Regions from separate parts of the Danio rerio genome. Here all the other regions are linked to region 2. Evidence: chromatin contacts called from public HiChIP or PLAC-seq data. All regions are on one chromosome and are shown on one strand. The core of a region is the stretch at or near the end of the contact, and the rest is flanking DNA. Distances in the headings are between cores, read along the strand shown. Region 1 holds the start of wizb (WIZ zinc finger b). Region 2 holds the start of ilf3b (interleukin enhancer binding factor 3b). Region 3 has its middle 60 kb from the start of wizb.

Evidence for each region. HiChIP or PLAC-seq counts read pairs in DNA pulled down with a chosen protein or histone mark.
Region 1: an H3K4me3 HiChIP or PLAC-seq map of embryo shows a contact between it and region 2, with 2.9 times the contacts expected there. The contact joins the promoter of wizb here to the promoter of ilf3b in region 2. A contact is called at or near these places in 2 of 4 datasets of contacts at active chromatin or transcription factors (embryo and gastrula embryo).
Region 3: an H3K4me3 HiChIP or PLAC-seq map of embryo shows a contact between it and region 2, with 3 times the contacts expected there. The contact joins the enhancer-like site here to the promoter of ilf3b in region 2. A contact is called at or near these places in 4 of 18 Hi-C or Micro-C datasets (caudal fin, embryo, hematopoietic stem cells and 1 more) and 2 of 4 datasets of contacts at active chromatin or transcription factors (caudal fin and embryo).

Annotation. Positions count from the first base shown.
Region 1 is chr3:12,168,908-12,172,595 of GRCz12tu, reverse strand. It overlaps wizb (WIZ zinc finger b), which reads right to left and starts at 1,946. Exons shown (of 18, transcript XM_073944193.1): 1 at 1,710-1,946.
Region 2 is chr3:12,377,348-12,380,695 of GRCz12tu, reverse strand. ilf3b (interleukin enhancer binding factor 3b) reads right to left here and starts at 2,092. Exons shown (of 19, transcript NM_212599.1): 1 at 2,070-2,092.
Region 3 is chr3:12,228,911-12,232,245 of GRCz12tu, reverse strand. No RefSeq gene overlaps it. Among named protein-coding and RNA genes, the nearest start is that of wizb, 60 kb to the right of the region's middle. Within about 2 kb of position 1,930, at least 3 of the 62 cell types and tissues checked have an H3K27ac peak or open chromatin away from gene starts, as enhancers often do.

The DNA of each region.
Region 1 (3,688 bases), core at 697-3,196, 210 kb after region 2:
GTCCTAATAGTGTTTTTAGCAGTGTGGGACACATATACGACTGTCAACAGCTCAAAAAATGTGTTTTGGTGTTTCGTGACCCTTTAAGAGACTTTTAACGTGGGATGGTTGTTGGTGCCAGGCAGGCTGGTCTGAGTATTTCAGAAACTGTTGACTTACTGGGATTTTCACACACAACCATCTCTAGGGTTTACAGAGAATGGTCCGAAAAAGAGAAAATATCCAGTGAGCGGCAGTTCTGTGGGTGCAAATGCCTTGTTGATGCCAGAGCTTAGAAGAGAATGGCCAGACTGGTTTGAGCTGGTAGAAAGGCAACAGTAACTCAAATAACCACTTGTTACAAGTGAGGTATGCAGAAGAGGATCTCTGAACACACAACACGTCCAACCTTGAGGCGGATGGGCTACAGCAGCAGAAGACCACACCGGGTGCCACTCCTGTCAGCTAAGATCAGGAAACTGAGCCTACAGTTCACACAGGCTCATTAAAATTGGACAATAGAAGGACTGGACAAACATTGCCTGGTCTGATGAGTCTCGATTTCTGCTACGAGCTTTAGATGGTAAGGTCAGAATTTGCCGTCAACAACATAAAAGCATGGATCCATCCTGCCTTATCAATCATTCAGGCTGGTGGTGGTTGTGTAATGGCGTGGGGAATATTTTCGTGGCACACTTTGGGCTCATTAATACCAATTGCGCATCGTGTCAACACCACAGCCTACTCGAATATTGTTGCTGACCATGTTCATCCCTTTATGACAACAGTGTGCCCATCTTCTGATGGCTACTTCCAGCAAGATAGCACCCCATGTCATAAAGCGTGAATCATCTATGGTTTCTTGAACATGACAATGAGTTCACTGTACTCAAATGACCTCCACAGTCACCAGAGCTCAATCCAATAGAGCACCTTTGGGATGTGGTGGAACGGGAGATTAACATCATGGATGTGCAGCCGACCAATCTGCATCAACTGTGTGATGCTATCATGTCAACATGGAGCAAAATCTCTAAGGAATATTTTCAGTATCTTGTTGAATCTGTGCCACGAAGGATTAAGGCAGTTCTGAAGGCATAAGAGTGTCCAACGCAGTACTAGTAAGGTGTACCTAATAAAGTGGCCGGTGAGTGTATGAGTGGGAAATCCAAACAGATACCATCAGATTTCTATATGGGAAAGTACATACATTCATATTGTTTAAGGAAATGACAGATTGATTCCCTATGTAGCGTCATTGTGTCTTGGCTGGGATTCTTTAGGGTGCTTTGAACTAGCATTTAACTAAAAAGATATGCAGAAAAATCCTCAAAAATTTGAATTTGCCATTAAGTGAAGGAAAAAATTGACATAATAGATGTCTAGTGATTGACTAAATCATCAGCACATAGTCATTATCATTCAGTAAGTGAACTAATGCTTCAATTTACTACCTATGAAATATGCAGCATGTTTAATAAGAGTACAAATCTGTATAGTATATTTCTGAGGAGTGTCTGACCTATTTTATCATGCCTCATTTCCTATGTTAATAACAGGCCTTTTTTTGTAGTCTCCCGAAAATATGGACTCCTCTAAATAACTGGCATTATCAGTATTTAAACACCGCCTTTCTCCGTGAGTGAGCTCAATGTAAGACCATTAAACATCTCCCAGCCAGGACGCGTGTGCGTGAGTGTGCGGTGAGGATGAAATTGTGCAAGACTCACGGAAAGCGGCCTGTCTTTGGGAATCTCCTGCGTCCAATCACATCGCTCTGTTCGTGTCCTAAATGCATTCAAGAGGCTCGACGGCTCGGGCTCATGTAAAGCATGTGTGCGTCGCGCTTTATGCGTGCCGGAGCGTCGCCGCCTGCATTCGCGGACACCGAGAAAAGCAGCGCCGCGGTGGAGCTCCCGGTGAAGACCGACCGCCTTTGCACTCTAAACACCGGACTCCATGTTGTTAGTTTCGGAGGGATGGTTGGTGACGTTGGTGGGGAGGGGAGAGGAGTTTGTGTATCAGCCGCGGTGTGTAACTCTTTCACAGCAGGTTCGGAGATGAACGGCATCCGATCAATGCGGAATAATAGCGGGCGAGTTTAGTGCACTAGCTAGTGCTTGAAGAGGACATGGCTGACTTTAGTTAAAGACGGGAAATTAATTAGCTAGTTGTAGTAAAAAATAATAATAATAAAAACTTTCAAATAGCTACATGAAAGTAAAGATGAAATGTAAAATATTGTATGCAATGTGTGTATGTGTGGCTTTATATACACATCTGATTTCTTTAATCTTTGCCATGATAACACTACATAATAGTTGACTAGGTATCTTTTAAAACACTAGTATTCAGCTTAAAGTGAAATTTAAAGGCTTAACTAGGATAATTAAGCAAGTTTGGGTAATTGGGCAAACCATTGTATAACAGTAGTTTGTTCTGTAAACAATCAAAAACTAATATTGCTTAAAGGAGCTAATAATTTTGACCTTAAAATGGTTTTAAAATATTTAAAACTGCTTTTAATCTGGCCGGGATAAAACAAATAAGACTTTCTCCAGAAGAAAAAATATTATAGAAAAATTTCCTTGCTCTGTTAAACATAATTTATAAATTATTCTATATATGTGTATATATATATATATATATATATATATATATATATATATATATATATATATATATATATATATATATATATATATATATATATATATATATAAATGTGTGTGTGTGTGATTAATGATTTAATTAATATTTTCGAATGTTAAATTATCTAGCCAAGATAAAATGGTGCTGTTCAAAAGTCTAGCCAAAATTTATATAAAAAAGTAAATTATAAATAAAAACTTATGAAAATAAAAAAAATACATTAAAATATTTGACACGTAAAATAAAATATTGTAATATTGATTAATGTAGCTGCCGTGGTGTAACTCTTTTACAGCAGGTTCGGAGATGAACGGCATCTGATCGATGCGGTATATAGGGGACGAGTTTAGTGCACTAGAAGAAGGACATGACTCACTTTAAGAGTTAAAGATGGGAAGTACTCGATTTAAAAATCGATTTTCGCTGTCAATTTCACATTGTTGTTGTATTTGCACAGTCTGCATTTTGCATGTGAAGTTTTTAAACTAATTTCGAGAGGAGCACGTGATATAATTGACCGCAGCTGGCCGCCTATCTACACTCATTAGTTAGCCAGTCAGATCTATCCCAACTTACTATAAATAGCCTAGCTAGAAATTACTCCCTTACCTTCGTTTTCCGAAGAAACCCCCCATCCACCTCCTTTTAAAAAAGGGGAGCTCTCGAGAACCACCTGATCTCGTACTCCCCTTACATGCTCTATGGACCTGGCGGGAGCCCTGGGCTCAACTATCTCCGAGCTCAGGGTTCTCTCCCGGGACAGCATGCCAAACCTGCTTACAGTTGTCAAGCAATATCTAAGTGTGAACTCTTGAACTGTATTTTGTACTGTCCAGAGCCAGCACCTAAGCTTTTCACTCATCCTAGCACACGTGCTGCTGATGATGCGACAATAAAAGTGATTTGATTTGAAATGATAATTAAAACTTAAAAATATATGAAAGAACATATACATAAAATAAATGTTTGAATAAATAAAAAATAAATGCCCCCTTTGATTTTTTTTTCTTTTTAAAATATGTTGTTTAGGGATGTTTAACAGAGCAAGGAAATTTCC
Region 2 (3,348 bases), core at 843-3,342:
AAATGACACTAGCCTATATTTTCACTTTGTCACAGTTATTAAATCAGTGTGTCAGTGGCACAGTACAGGCTACGTGTGTGTGTCAAACATTTTGGTGAATTACGTTTGTTTGGGCTGGTTATATATTTGAAAGAAAGAGAAACTGTTGACTTTAGCGATGACAAGGCTTCATTTAAACTGCAGAAGATGCCGTCTGACAACGAGGGGAAAATGCCTCACAGCAGCTGTTTTCCATCCTATTAGATCGCCTTTCTTTAAATGCTCAGTCCAGGACATGGTGCTGATGGACAACAGTGTTAGTTCAAAGAGGATAAAAGCAGGTAAAAACTATCGTTTCAAAGCTGACCAAATGTGACTGCTAACACGCATCAGCTGCCGACCGGAAGTTCTTCGCATTCTCCTTGCGCATACACGCAAAGCATAATGGGTAATTTTGCGTTCCAAGAAAAAGGTCTATACGAGCCCCAAGCGACTAAACACAGGGGATGTTTAAGGACAAAAACGTCTCAAAATACAACATCAGAACAATGTCTTTCTGTTGTTGTTACCATTTAGAATCTGCAAATAACACTTTTCTGAAATCGTATTAAGGAGAAAGTCTGCATGTGTGAATATATAAAAACCAGCTTTACCTCAATGGGATCCAGCCGTGGCCATTATTTTCAAATAATGCAACGAACCAGTCAATTATTTCTTAACCTAAATATATGTGAATATCTCATATCTATTTTCGAATAATAATTTTAGTGTATGGACTGTCATTATGTAACAAAATGTTATTTACACCAGTGGTTCTCAAAGTGGGGGTCGGGACCCCTTGAGGGGTCACGGAACAATGAAGGGGGGGGTCGCCTGGTGATTTCCAAAAATCTACTTATTATTATTAGGCCATAAGAATTACCATATTTTATCCATAACCAACTGAAGAGAAACAAACAGTCGTTTATAGTTACTATAGTAGCTTATTTACTTGTTCTATTGGATTGCGACCCCTGGGGTAAATACATTATATTAAAGACAGCAATAGCTTCAGATGCAGCAGATTGATTTTATAACACCAGGTTAAACTTTCTGGCCCATTTACAGCACTGACATACATAAAAAAAAATAAACGAAGAAGAGACTTTGGTCTATTGGAGTGTGTGTGTTCGCCATTGCATGCAAGTTTTCTGTATTTATAACCACCTCAGAGGGTACTGGGGGTCGCGAGTCACTGGCATTGTTATTTTAGGGGTCGCGTGCTGAAAAGTTTGGGAACCCCTGATTTACACAACAGTAAACGAGTCTTACATACTCTGGCTTAAATTTGTTTTACAAACAGGACACGCACCTGTTGACGCCCACACCATCTTCATACCTCTTAAAAGAGGCAAGTTAACAAATACAACATACTAGTTCGCTTACACGTTTGATATAACGTTAAATACAAGTTACCGCTATATTTTACCTCAAAAGAACAGAGCACAGAGGGCAAACTAGACAAACGCAGTATCCATCACAGATGTGCGGCCATTTTAATGCAGTCAAACAATGGAGGCAGCAGTTCACCGGCGTGCGCAAACCTCGACCACCGTTTAATAAAACATCTGCTCCTTAGGATCGCATTTGTGGAGTTTCGACGACGTTTTACCTGTAAACAACGCTAATTGAGCTCAAAAATGTTTTCTGAGCAAGATAACTTGCGCATTTTGTTATGAGGCACCGATGGACCGAATGAGCTAAAATGGTCGTGACCCTCCCCCGAAACAACTGAAAAACACATCTAATTGTGTTTGAATGATTGTTTTACTAACTAACGACGCAGATAAGACTGCTATTAAACACATTAGGTTTAAAAGTAAGACAAAACGATAATAAAATACTAAATACTCTGTTTTGGGGAATTGTGTGCGTAGCTAACGTGCTAACAGCTAGCCATATACATTTGGCGAATAGATGGCTATATTTCTACGACATTTAACTATTGAAAAACGAATTAAATGCACGTCAAACGAGCCAAATCAATATATTTGCTCATTTTACGAGTTTAACACTTGCATTTTGGGATTATTTTGTCATTTTCCACTCACCAATACAGCGACGAAGATGCGCCCGTCTACTGCTCTGCCGCTGTGGAGAATCAGCGTGCGCTAAACTGGAGCCGCAACATGTGATCTCCCTCAGCCAATAGGATCACCCGATAGAGATTAATGAAAAGAGAGGGTGTGGCTTTTCATTCATTTTTATTTCATTTCAGACTGGCGACTGCAATAGCAAAAACACAGAATCTTTCTTTCTTTCTTTCTTTCTTTCTTTCTTTCTTTCTTTCTTTCTTTCTTTCCATTCCTGCCTTTCCTCTTTTCTTTTTCTTCATCTCTTTCTTTTTTCTTTCTCTTAATTCATTCATTCATTTCTTTCTTTCTTTCTTTCTTTTATTTTTTGTCTTTCCTCGATCCTTCCTTTATTTTTTTCTTTCTTCCTTTCTTCATTTCTGTTTGCTTTTTTTCTTTTTTTCCTTCTTTCTTCCTCACTTATTCTTTCTTTCTTTCTCTACATTCCTTCCTTCCTTTTGTTTTCTTTCTTTTTCTTTATTCCTTATATTCTGTCTTTCTTCCATCTGTCTTTCCTCCTTTCTGTTTTTCTTCCCTTTTCTTTCTTTTATTCTTTCATTCTTCCTTCCTCATTTTTTTACAAATATTTTTCTTCCTTTTTTCTTTCTCTTTCCTTTTCTTTCTTTCTTTCTTTTCTTTCTTTCTTTCTTTCTTTCTTTCTTTCTTTCTTTCTTTCTTTCTTTCTTTCTCTTCCTTTTGTTTTCTTTCTATCTTTTTCTTCCTCCCTTTTTTCTTTCTCTTTCTTCCATACCTCCTTCCTTTCTTTCTTTCTTCTTTCCTTTAATCTTCCCTTTCTTTTCCCTTTCGTTTCAAATTTTTTTGTATTTATCAAAACAATGCAATGCATTAAAATGAGATGTGTGACTTAATATTTACATACATTTCATAAAAAAAATATTTATTTAAAATAATAAATGTAATTAAATTGTATTTTAAATGTATTAAAACATTAATAAATTTGTTTAGACATTTGAATGACAGTTTTACAAACTTATTATAAAATGAGATATGCCTTCTTTAATTAATTCACTCAGATTTGGTTCTACACTCTCAGAAACACGAGCTGTCACTGGGGTGGTACCTCTACAAAAAGTACAAATTTGTACTTAAAAGGTCCATATTAATCCCTCAAGGGTACAGATTAGTACCTAAAAAGTACAAAAGTGTTTCTCTCAAAATTTGTAGATACTAACACTGTATATACTTTTGAGGTATACCAATATGTGTACCTTTTGAAAAGGTACCACCCTAGTGACAG
Region 3 (3,335 bases), core at 681-3,180, 150 kb after region 2:
TTGTAGTGTTATTTTGTAATAAGATGCGGGGGAGCAGGATGGCCAATACATGGCTGATATAAACAATATAAAAATATTATATATATATATATATATATATATATATATATATATATATATATATATATATATATATATATATAAAACAAGTCAAATAAAAGTAGTCATTAATTCATTTATTTTCCTTCACTTAGTCCCCTTATTGATCAGGGGTCACCAAAGTGGAATGAACCACCAACTTATCCAGGAAATGTTTTACATAGCGGATGCCCTTCCAGCCACTACCCAACACTGGAAAGCACCCACACACACTCAAACACTACGGCCAATTTTGAAAACCCACGCCAACACAGAGAGAACATGCAAACTCAAGCGGGAACTCGAACCAGTGACCTTCTTGCTGTAGGGCAACAGTGCTAACCACTGAGCTACCGTGTTGCCTAAAAGTAGACAATCAAGGTAATAAAACATTAAATGCTTATTGTTAGATAATGCATCAATTAGCCTTTCTTTGATTATCTGGGAACGTCTAAGTCTCTAAGACTGAAAGCTTGTCTATTAGACAAAAGAAATGGAATCTGCAATCTTTTTATAACTTTGTCCTTGTTTTTTTTTAGCTTTATTATTTGTTTATTTAATTACTCTGTAATGTTTATTTAATTTGTTTACTTAATTTAGTTTTGTTATTTTTATTAAAATCATATAGGGGTCAGTGATGGATAGTATCTTATTACTCAATGTAAATTTCTCTTTTGTTTTTGCACTAAATATGTTCAATAAAAATATACCTGGAAATAATATAATACATTAATTAATGTTAACTCATAAATTGTTACGTCCAATTCTATAAATATAACTTGTCATCTTAACTAATTTTATTGTCATCCTGATTTTTTTTCTCAACATATTATTAAAATGTAAATAAAATTAAATTAAGAATTATCAAACTTTTGCATTTATTATAATTTCTGATATTCAAATACCTTATTTTAAAATTAAATTACTGATCCTATACATACAACTGAGGCCCTCTCGTGCAATATTCTTTTTCAAATATTTCTCAATTGATATTTAATGGAATAAGGAAACTTTTAAAGTAATTTCCTATAATATTTTTTCTTCTGGAGAAAGTCAGATTTGTTTTATTTCGGCTAGAATGAAAGCAGGTTTTAATTTTAATAAAAAAATATTATTAGCCCACATAAGAAATATATATATTTTTTCATTTGGCTAAAAACAAACCATGGTGGCACAGTGGGTAGCACAATCACCTCAGAGCAAGAAGCTCGCTGGTTCGAGCCTCAGCTGGGTCAGTTGGCATTTCTGTGTGGAGTTTGAATGTTCTCCCTGTGTTCGTGTGGGTTTCCTCCGGGTGCTCCGGTTCCCCCACAGTCAAAAGACATGCGCTATACAGTAGGTGAACTGAATACGCTAAATTGGCCATAGTGTATGTGTGTGAATGAGTGTGTATGGATGTTTCCCAGGGATGGGTTGCAGCTACAAGGGCATCCGCTGCGTAAAACATATGCTGGATAAGTTGGTGGTTCATTCCACTGTGGTGACCACAGATTAATAAAGAGACTAAGCTGAAAATGAATGAACAAACAAACCATTGTTATACATTGTTAATGACTTGTCTAATTAACCTAACTGAATTATTGACATTTAACATCTCAATTACCTTTGTAATGAGGCTAAAATTAACATTAAAAAAGAATTGTACTCCATTGTTAATGACAACTAACTGTTCGTTATTGTAAAGTGTCTCTAAAAATGCAGGAGCTGCGAGAAATTAAACAAACTAGGCCTTGTGGTTGTTTGTTTTTGAGCCGGATCAGCCTTGATTCTCAGTTTTTCCGCCTGATGTGATGTAAGACACAGGACTGGAATGTTGCTGTATTTAAAAGAGACGCAACTGTGTGAGTATAGTTTGTGTTTCAGTGATTTCCTCATCCTGTCAGCCTTAGATCTCTGATAGCGTCCCTGCATGTTTTCCTGCCTCTTTTTTTTTTTCCACCATTGTTTGTCTGTTATGTTTGCAGTCGTGTCTGAGCCGTTTGTTTTAGTTCATCGTATACACACCTTCATCAATCCACAGTAGATCATCTGTCATTTGCTTTTTCGTGCCGAGGTTGCTGGGAAATTTATGCGTCATCCGATGAGATCTGGGTTTTGTGCAGAGACTGCTTATTCACACTGTATGATAGAGTAATGATAGATGACAGCGTTAATATATAATACATACAAAAGCTCACAGAAAAGTAAATAGCATTAATGGTTTGAATAAATCTGATTATTACACATTGACTAACTGAATTAAACAAATGTTTGGACTAGAGTTGCATGATTCTGGATAAACAATGTAGAAATGTGCAGCAAAGGTGTACTAAAATTTGAATACTAAGAATTTTGGTATAGATATTGTCTAAACAAAATGACCCTTACAGAATTTAGCAAGATTTTTAGGCTATTATAGTAAAAGTAACTCTTTTTGTCATAAAATTACACCTGTATAAGCATTATATTAGCCGGCAGCTCTCTGCAACTCTCACATGGTCACCCACTGAAGCTAAGCAGGGCTGCGCCTGGTCAGTACCTGATTGGGAGACCACATGGGAAAGCTAGGTTGCTGCCGGAAGTGGTGTTAGTGAGGCCAGCAGGGGGCGCCCAACCTGCGGTCTGTGTGGGTCCTAATGCCCCAGTATAGTGACAGGGACTCTATAGAGTGGAGGAACTATGACGTCAATTTGTATGCAAAAACCCGGAAGCGAGTTAGCATTTTAGCACTTCCGGTTCCCTCGTCCCAAAGTCAATGGGTTTTTTGAATGGGGTTTCAGTAAAATTGCTTAAATAAGGTCCGTGGCTAACACCAACTCAATATACTTTCACGTTTTGTTCTACGACATAAAACACATCAGTTACGGCACACTCTTCAACTTTTAAATCGATTATGCTTCTTTAAAAAGACGGTTGCTATCAAGTTGCTAAATGAGACTACAGGCGGCGTCGGGGACATTATACGTCATCGAGCTGATCTGGTCTGAAGAGCAGCTCGCTTGTGTTGGGCGTTTGGATTTGTCTGTGATTTAAGTATTTTCATGAATAGTATTTTATAGTTTGTTGTATTATTCTAATTGAGAATTCAGATTGTGTGTAGATAATTCCTTCACATGTAAAGGCTGTCGAGACAGACTAATTTGTTGATCATTTATTTTAATTAAACGATAATATGAAGATACTGCTCAGTGCAGCCTGTTTCTTTCCTGCTCTCAGTAATGCAAACGTGTAAATAAATGTGTAAAAATACAGACATATTAACTGTCATTTTAACGTGA